Linked DNA regions of Rattus norvegicus: region 1 is linked to region 2. A link is a contact called in public Hi-C data. All regions are on one chromosome and are shown on one strand. The core of a region is the stretch at or near the end of the contact, and the rest is flanking DNA. Distances in the headings are between cores, read along the strand shown. Region 1 overlaps Pcsk6 (proprotein convertase subtilisin/kexin type 6). Region 2 holds the start of Pcsk6 (proprotein convertase subtilisin/kexin type 6).

Evidence for each region. Hi-C and Micro-C count contacts between places; a contact is called where the count stands out from the background.
Region 1: a contact with region 2 is called in a Hi-C map of liver, with 2.5 times the contacts expected there. The contact joins the enhancer-like site here to the promoter of Pcsk6 in region 2. A contact is called at or near these places in 4 of 12 Hi-C or Micro-C datasets (hepatocytes, kidney and liver).

The regions. Positions count from the first base shown.
Region 1 is chr1:128,890,002-128,894,759 of GRCr8, forward strand. All of the region lies in intron 2 of Pcsk6 (proprotein convertase subtilisin/kexin type 6), which reads left to right. Among named protein-coding and RNA genes, the nearest start is that of Pcsk6, 53 kb to the left of the region's middle. Within about 2 kb of position 3,135, at least 26 of the 93 cell types and tissues checked have an H3K27ac peak or open chromatin away from gene starts, as enhancers often do. A contact at or near this core is called in hepatocytes and liver, where this site is marked.
Region 2 is chr1:128,838,271-128,843,095 of GRCr8, forward strand. Pcsk6 (proprotein convertase subtilisin/kexin type 6) reads left to right here and starts at 1,472. Exons shown (of 21, transcript NM_012999.2): 1 at 1,472-1,745. The coding sequence starts at 1,500.

The sequences.
Region 1 (4,758 bases), core at 1,885-4,384, 53 kb after region 2:
CTACATAATAAGCAAGTGATTCTACTGCTTGAGCTATGTTCTCAGCCCCCTTTTGTACTTTTTATTAGGAAACAAAGTCTAGATAACTTGCCTTGGCAGAACTTTTGGTCCTCCCAACCCAGCTTTTTGAACAGCTGAGATTACTGACCAGACCCACCAGCCCTGGGAGCTTTAAAGCTTCCTAAGGTACTTAGCTGGACATGTCTTTTTCAGAAACATTAACTGTATGATTGTGAGGTGCAAAACTGCTCAGTAGTTCTCGTACTGGTGAGGCCTGGGTGATGCTGGGGCAGAAGGCTCATGCATGGGCCATACAAGGCAGGGTGGCAGGGACATACTCCAAGAGGTTCCCGTGGCTGGGTGCCGTAGTCCTGCCTGAATCCAGCAGCTGAGCTGGTCTGTTGATTCAAGTTGGGTGTGTGCAGTTTGGATCTCCCCACAGTGCTCCCCAGGGATTCATTGTGCCATTTTACTTGAGGCAGGGACTCATTCCATATCACAGGCTGGCCCTAGACCCACCTTGTAGCCCATGGTGAGTTAGAATTTATGGCAAGCCTCCTGCCCCAGCTTCCCAAATGCTGGCGTTACAGGCATGAGCCATCATACCCTGCAGTTGTATCCTGAAGTAAGAAGAAGGAAGAACAGATTTCCTAGGGCAAGGCTCTGGCAGTTAACTTTTTCCAAATAAAAACCCCTTTTACCTAGTTTCTTGGTTCCTGGCAGGGCTGCCATCAAAGCATCTTGCCAATAAAAGGAAAGAGGAAAAAGGTGAAAAGCCTGACCGTCCCAGCCCTGCCTGAGACATGCCAGCCATTGGCCTATCCTCTCCCTCAGTTCTAATTAAAGCTTCAACCCCAGGGAAAGCATATAGACCAATTAGGAATTCTGAGCCGCAAATGAAATACCTCTGTTTACATAGTCTGGTTGGCAGGCCAAATGAGTCCGCTGTCCGCCTGATGAATTTTTACTTCACCTAGTCATTTCCAGTTTGATGAAATTGGCTGTTTCACGGAATTGTTTAGTATTGTCCCTTGTCAGAACCATTTCCTTCCATTAGCCTTTTATGACGCCCTTACACTTGGGAAGGTCCATAATTAATATTATTAACGAAAGGAAAAGATGATTTGATGTAATTCAGAGACATTGGGATGTAGTTGCCCATGTGCTGGAATGACCGAACCAGAAATGGATGTTATAGGGCTTAGGATAAAGTCCAATCGAATACAGATGGTATTTTATATCAGTTACCTTCGGTTTCTGTTGTCTCAAAGCAGTTTGATGAGTGATGGAATTTACAGTCCCCCCCAACATCGTATAAAACGGATGGAGTGTACATTTGTCTAAACAAAGCAGCGAAGGAGAGATGCTTGTCTTTGTTTACACACAGACACATACACTGGTGTCTTCCCTGCCAGGCAGGGACACTCGTCCTCTACTGGCTCTCTAGTCATCACTGTCTTGGCACATAAAATATGTATTATTTTATGTACATGGATGTTTTGCCTGAACCACATGCATGCAGTTCCTGTGGAAACTAGAGGAGCATGGGATCCCCGGAAACTGGAGTTGTTAGCCGACGTGTGGGTGCTGGGAACTGAACTCAGGTCCTCTGGAAGAACAGTCGGTGTTCTTAACTGCAGAGCTATTCCCTTCTGTATGTTCTTAATTCACCTTTGCTTGAGGGGGCCATTTTGCTTTGCTTTACTGGTCAGCCCTATCACAGGGAGGACAACCTACACGTTCCCAGTGTGCGGTATTGGTCGCCGGGGTTTCTCTAAAGGCTGTCGTCTAAGCAAAAGGAAACCATTTGTTTTTAACTTGTCCCACTGCTGAGCGTCTGCAGAAGGGCAGATGTTACAGAGCTGAAAAGGCTCGCAAATTTTTTAAAAATTACGCGTTCTGATTCTGTTCCAAACTGGCGTATAGTTTAGACGCTGCTGCCCGTGTCTTCCAAACCTTACATTTTAGCCTGATGACTCTAGTTCAGCCCTTTCCTTTCCTTTGGTCCCAGGCCAGTTGGATGATGGAAGTGGAAAGATGGAGATGTTATTGGGGAGAGCTTCAGTGCCTGCTTCCGGGCTGTGGGGACCTTCTAGTTGGTGCCTCCTGCTGGGGCTTTAATGCTTCCCAGTTGCAGCGTGATTTCGGGGGCATTCTGCTCAGCCCGATGGGACTTTGCCCCAGAGTCTAATCAGCGCTCGGGTTTCTTTCCAGCAGTGATGCAACATTTAAACAGCTCTTTCCATTAACCACAGATGGAATTTTATCTGACGGTTTGTGTGTGAGAGCCGTTCGGATAGCAAACAAACAGAGAGTTCCTGGCAGATAGCAGTACATGGACAGTGAGTGACCACAGTGGTCTCCAGGGCCAACGGACTATGTAATGGGTCGGCTGCTCCCGCCCAGGATGGATCTGCCCACATGGGTGGGGACAACACTCTAGCACCCTGACTGGAGGTCTCACAGACCACCACCCTTCCCAGGCAGTACTGTAGTCCAACTGCCGCAAGCTCGTGGCTGTCTCTCCATATTTCAGAATGGCACAACTGATTTCAGGTGCACGGCTGTCGGCAATTGGCAAAGGGTTTGAATTTTAAAACGCACCTCAAAAGACAGTCTTTTATCGTTTTACCTGCGTATTTGGCACTTCCCAGTGACATCAAAGGCCTCACAGCCTCAGAGCGAGGTACTGAGGTACTGAGGTACTGAGGTACTCGTTTGTGTTCTCTGGCTTGAGTTGGCAGCTGCCCCTCCCCCACTTGGTTGGGGGCAGCCCTCTTCCTGTACTGCCAAGTCCCCATCCTGATTTCTCTCACCTGGAATACAGCAGTGTCCTCCTGGGTATCCTCCAGTGAGCCTCCTTGTTGCCTCTCCCCTACAGCTAACCTCTCCACTCCCAAGGGATCCTATGAAGCACCTTGTTGCCACTGTCCCAGATGGGCTGTACTCCCACCTCTTGGCTTCCTATGGCCCCTGAGCCCAACTACACCAGCCTTTGTAGTCAGCCCTCCCCCTCCCCCCGCCTCTGCCCCACCCCTGATGACTTCACTCCTGTTGAGCCTTTGCACTGGTTCACTAAATGCCCATGCTACCAGGAAGCCAGTCAGTCATTCAATCAAAATCCCCAGGGCATAGTCTGCTCTCCCTACCAGTTGTGTGTTTGTGTTCTAGATTTAGCCTGGAGTGGATGTGCACCACAGTGTCTGAGAGCAGCAGTAGTTTGCGTAGGAGCAGGTTGGTGACAGAAACAGGAGTGGCAGGGAGCTGCATAGGGTATCTCTGAGTTCTAGAACGGGCTGGGGAGCACATCTGGTGTGTGCTACGACTGCTAGAACCAATGGAGAGTAGTGGGAAGGCAAACCAGCCAGATTGATGGATTCTCCTGGGGAGAGGAGCTTGGTCACTGAAACACAATTCCTTGCCAACACAAGGCAAAGCAGCTGAGAGCTAAGGCTCCATCTCCTTTGTTTTTTTGTCCCCTTACAAGCCCAGCAGTCGCCCAGTAAAAGCTAACAGATGCGGAATAAATGTTTATTGAAATGTCTCTCAGTTTTCCCAGACCAGGCTCCTGCATACAATGGCTACCTATCTTCGTTTGCATATCAACTGCTTCCTAGCTAAATGTTTTAGATACAAATTGTGGTTCACACCCCCCTGCCCAATCCGGTGATCATAAAACCCATGTGAAAGCCTGAGTTAGGAAAGCCTCATCGAATGTTGCTGAATCCAAAATGATAGATAGACTAGGGGAGTGTGGACCAGTGTCTGCTAGAGTTGTTGTGACAAAGGGTCACAGACTAGGTGGCTGGAATAACAGACACCTACCTACGTCTCACAATCACAGAGGCCTGGAGGTGAGGGGGAAGGTTTTGGCTGGGTGTTTCTGTGAGGTCTCTTGCACATGGCTGTGTTCTTGCCGTGTCCTTGCATGGACTCCCGCTGCACATCTGTGTGCTAATCTCATATGAGGACATTGGTAATAATGGATGAAGGCCTACCCTAATGACCTCACCATAACTCAATTTGTCTCTTTAAAGAATGTCTCCAGAGGTTGGGGTGTGTCTCAGTGGCAGAACACTTGCTTAACACGTGTGAGGCCGAGGGTTTGGGCGCCTACGGTCTCATTCTGAGATACCAGGGGTCAGGACTTTAACATCAAGTAGATAGAACAGTGGGGTCTCAACCAGAGGGTAGAACAACCCCTTCACAGGGCTCACCCAAGACCATCGGAAAACACAGATATTTGTATTATGATTCATAGCAGTAGCAAAACTGCAGTTGTGAATTAAAATCGAAAATAATTTTATGGTTGAGGAGTCACCACAGCATGAGGAACTGTATTAAAGGGTTGCAGCATCAGGAAGGTTGAGAACCACTGGTCTAGAGGGAGACACAATTCAGCCATAACAATCAACCCAACTGGGATGTGGCTGCAGGCTGTTTTTAGTGACCGTTTCCCCAGTGACCGGCCACAGGTAAACTACTGTCTGTGTCCTTTAGCAGAGAGAGAAGTAACTTAGGAATGGATGGACAGCTTCAATTTCCCAAAGTGCCCACAGACATACTGCTCATACAGCCACTCAGTGAAGCCAGGATCTTCCAAACGGAATTCAAGAAATGGCTTCTATAGTGCTTTTTTGTGGCTGCAGGTGAAGCAGGGTGTGTGTGTGTGTGTGTGTGTGTGTGTGTGTGTGTGTGTGTGTGTGTGTAGAGGGGAGGGTTGCTTCCCTGTCTCCTTGGTGACATGAGAGGGTGATG
Region 2 (4,825 bases), core at 222-2,721:
GGGCAGTCGTGATCTGGGGAAGAAGAGGAAAGGTCTCAGGTACCAAAAGACACTTGTGATAGGAGCCCTGTTAACATGAGTTTGGCTCCTCCTGGCTGTGCCCCCCCCCCCCCCCAATCCTCCTAGTCCTCCATCTTCATTAGGATGACTCCTACTTGTAGAAAGGATGGATCATGTGAGGTACAAAACCCAAGGACTCCTCAGAGAGATGTTGGAAAGGACTTCAGGTGGGTCTCTGCAGATCCTGCCCTCTCTCTCCTGTATTCCCTGGCCTGTCTGTTTGATCTGCCTGGCTATAGACTCAGGCAAAGGAATTCCCCACAGCACCAGTCTGGGAACCAGGTGCTCTTGGAACTTGAGCTTTGGTGAAGTGACTTCCTTCCTGACTCAAGGCCCTCTCTGTCCTATTTTGCCCTATTTTGTTTCCCGGTTCCCCTCCTGTATTAATCAGGCTGAAGGTTTGCTTTCTGTGCGGAGCCAGTTGGGACCAATGGGTCCTCTGAGGCTTGCATCTATCCCAGCCTCTCGTCACAGCGTGGACGTGTCCCCAGTTTCTCCAGGCTGTTATGGGAGGGAGGGTAAGGATGAGTCAGCTCACATTTGCACTGACTGGTCCTAGCTCAGTGGGTACTTTTAAGGGTGAACACAATCTACTGAATACCAAGCACGTGGCAGGTCCAGGGCTCATCAAAACAAACATTACTGTCAGCTGATTGCAAGGGAAGAGCTTACATCCTAAAAACAGCCCGATGGATAGATGGATGCTATTGTTATCCCCATCTTACAGGCCCAGCAAGAACAGAAAGGTGCCCCAGATCACACAGATGCTAAGTGGTCAGTTAAGGAGTTCACCTGCACAGCCGTCCTAGCTAAGCATCAGCCCTGTATGGACGCTGTGTTCCCAATACTCTCGTGGACTCCAGCTAAGTTCGCCACATGCCCTTTGCCCATTCAATGTGGTCTTGAGGTCAGGCCAGGTCCTGGTACACCACGGTGTTTTCTTGGCATCGTTTCCCCCAGAAGATCCTGCACATTTGCACGCTCACCACTATAGCTAAGTTGAGCAAGTCTGTCTAGCCTTGGGGACCCCAGCAGGTGAGTTCAGCCTCCAGGGGCGCAACCGGTAGAAAGGTGCCGTTCTAAGTCAACTCCTCCGGGATATGGGGAACTCACGTGGGATGCCCAGAGCCTTCCCGGCTTCTAGCAGAACGCGCGGAGCGGAGGCTGCTACTCTAGGCAGTGCCGCGTCCCGAGAGACCCGAAGTCTCGAGCCTCCCCTGCGCCGGCCCCCGGCTGCTGGCGGGCCGGGAGACTGCCGCACGAGCGCGGGCCCAGGGGCGCCACCGGGCCGCGCGGGCGGGAACGCGCCGCGGCGGCCTCCTCCTCCCCGGCTCCCGCCCGCGGCGGCGGCGCTTCCCCGGCGCGGAGCGGCTTTAAAAGGCGGCTCCCCACCCCCCGGCGCACTCGCCGCTCGGGCGCCGCGCGAGCCTGCCGCTGCCATGCCTCCGCGCGCGCCGCCAGCGCCCGGGCCCCGGCCGCCGCCCCGGGCCGCCGGCCGGCACGGGCTCTCGCCGCTGGCGCCGCGCCCCTGGCGTTGGCTGCTTCTGCTCGCTCTGCCCGCCGTCTGCTCCGCGCTGCCGCCGCCGCGCCCCGTCTACACCAACCACTGGGCAGTGCAAGTGCTGGGCGGCCCCGGCGCGGCGGACCGCGTGGCTGCGGCTCACGGCTACCTCAACTTGGGCCAGGTGAGTACGGCCGGCCCCGCGCGCCCCAAACTTTCCCGGCCGCCGGCGGCCACGCGCGAGGGGGCGCCTTGCCAAGCCCGCGGCCAGCGGCGCCGCGTGGGAAGGCGGCCCGCACCACTGGGGACGGCGGGGGTCCCTGCGGGGACACGCTCGAGTGCTGTGGGACACTGGGCGGGGAGGACGTGTTGGCCTGTGTGGACGGTCACGCGGGATGGCCTGAGGCCGTGGGTCCCCAGGAGGCGTCGCCGAGCTTTCACACTCGGAAGTGTGGCCTCGGATGCCCGGGTCCGGCGCCTACACCTGCCCAGCCGCGTTCAAGTGGACGCCTAAGGGGTCGCTGCACTGTGCCCACCCGCGCCATCCTCAGAGTCCACCTAATTCCCCGTAGCCTCCGAGTCATAGCTGCTTCCCTCGGGCCACTCAGCCCCCGACGGTCGCCAGGGGCTCTGGGCTCTGGTGTGCGCGTCAAGGCAGTCAGATGCCGGATGGGCGACTTGTGACCCGGCAATTCAGGGACTGGCGGTGCCTGTGCCCAGAGGTTAGGTTTGGGTCAGGGAGCAAGCAGGACCCAGAAGCTGCGTGTTGGTTGTAGTCCGGACTCTGCACTTAAAACCTCTAGGTAAAAACACCAATTGCTTTGCTTTGGGCTCTGGACGCAGCTGGAAAGGCAGCTGTCTGCCCACTAGCTGTATGACCTTGGACATGTCACTTCTTGACTAGCTCATCCCTAGGGGTAGTGACTTTGTACTGCCTGAGGTTGAGATCACCCCGGTAGTGTTCAGAAGCAAGGCGCTAGTCGTGGAATGCCCTTTCTCTCACCCCTCGTGGTGTAAGCTGGCTGTCATTTATAAGAGGAGCCAAGATAGAGCAGTAAGTCCGCGCAGCTCACAAGGACTGCCAACACAGGTTTTCCCCTCCCTATTTCAGCCCTGCCGAGGGGCAATTGGTCGGGTTGATTCGAGTTTATGGCTGGTGGAGGGGCTTCACAGACTCAAATGTGCAGTCCCACCAGGAAAGCCCTCCACACCTTAACAGATCTACAAACTACACGCTCTGGAGAATCAAGTGCAATGAAGGAGAGTGTGGCCTTATAACTTAAACTGCTGTAGCAGGCGGTGTTGAACTTAGTTTCATCATTATCCGCGACGGAAGCCAGCCACATCACTTGTGCTTGGCCATGATCAGAATGACATTTCTTCTGAGCTTAATGTGAGGTAGAAGGCCTTCTGGAAGGGGGACTTCTGCTCTGTGAAATGAAGTTCCAGGTCAGAGTTTATCCAAAAGGAAAGAATCCACTCCTGTGTCTTCAAACATCCAAAGAGCTAAGATCTTGCCTTTTGGTGGCCCTGGCTTCGTTGCTCCTCGTAGCCCTCAAATCTCCAGGGCTGACTGTGTGTGCTGAAGAGAGCTCTCCTGTTTGATTAGGAATCCCGGCTCCTACCACTCTTCCTTGCTCTGTCCAGGCGGTCCAGCAATTTGTCTCAACTAATTCTTAAACTGAATGCTAAATTACAAAGGGCCTGGGATCCGGGGCCCTGTAATTAGATGAGGAGAGAGGAGGTGAAGAAGGACTCTGTGCTCCACAGTGCAAGGTGGAGAGGCATAGTTAGCTGTCCCTTTGACATTTTTGCCTGCAGGGATAACCTTGCCCACCTCCTGAACACGCTAGCCTTTGAATCTGCTGCATCTCACTGAGCAAGGTCTGTGCTCCCGATTTTGCCTGTGGGGTGAGAAGGGTTTTTTTTTTTTTAGGAATGTTGTGATGTTCTTGGGTGGCCCCAGAGGTCTCTCTGAACAGTACAAGCGGACTTAGCTTGTCACTTAGCTTGTAGGCCATGTTCTGGCGGGCATAGCCGGGGACGTTTCGGAGCTGAGAGATGACTGGTTTGGGGGTTGGAGCTGTCTCCAAGGAAAGCCTTATTACTCTTTAATCCCAAACCAGCTTCTCTTTCCCCGCCTCGAAGTGCTCGCTAATGTGGAAAAGGCCCGGAGCTTTCCAACCTGTACCTACTCAGGAGGAACTCTTTAAAAATCTTACCGCCATTTCCAAGCAGGAGAATTTGTGACTCTAAATAAGATGTACATGTTTTTAACTTTTTTTTTTTTTTTTTTTTTTTTTTTTTTGCTTTGTGGATGAGTAAATGGGGTGGGGTGGGGGTCAAGGGAGGGAGTTGTTTGTGTTCACAGGGCAACCATGTGTCACCCCTGCCATTATGATAACTGCTCTGTCTCTTGCTGCCTTCTCTGAGGCCGCCTCTGTGTGACTCTTCTAAACTCTTAATGGGCAATTAGAGCTCCGCTCTGTACCTGCCTGAGTCACACAGCCTTGGTTCTCTTGTCCGTCCTTCTGGCTGTGCTCTGACGTTCTAGCTTGGCTGTTTTATTTTTATACAGCTGATAACCCGATTTGATTCATTTATCACGATCCACACGCAGGTTAACTCAGGGCAGCAATTATTGACCTTTTCCAGGTTATGGATCTCTTTCAGTCTGACACAGGTCCTGTCCTTTTCCGTTAACAAATACACATCTAATAGAGACAGGCTAGCTGCCATTTCCCGCTCCTAGGCGTCATTCCAGATAATGCAACAAGTTTGGTTTTTTTTGTTTTTTTTTTTTTTTTTAAGCAAGAAGTAAAAATCATGGGCCAGTGAGATGGCTCAGGCAGTAAAGGGGTTGCTGCCGAGTCCCGTGACCTGAACTCAATTCATGGGACCCATTTGGTGCAAGGAGAGGACCAACTCCCAAAGTTGTCCTCTGATTCCCATGTGTATGCTGTGGCATACACTTTTGTGTGCACATCTGAACAAACATGAAGTAAGTAAATGAAATAATAGTTTTTAAAAAGTAAAGATTAGGAAGGGTCAACTGCTGTCATTGGAACTTGGTATAACTATATGGTTAAGGAAGAAAACCTAGAGATTAGTCCTGAGAACTCAAAAGAGAGTTGAGCGGGCACCACCTGTGTGTACCTCAGCAGACAGAAGACAAGAGTGACTGTGGTTCATTTCAGCATCAAGCTGTACGGTACATAGGGATGAATTATTTACGGAGGAGAATGGATGGAAAAATGGTAAAGT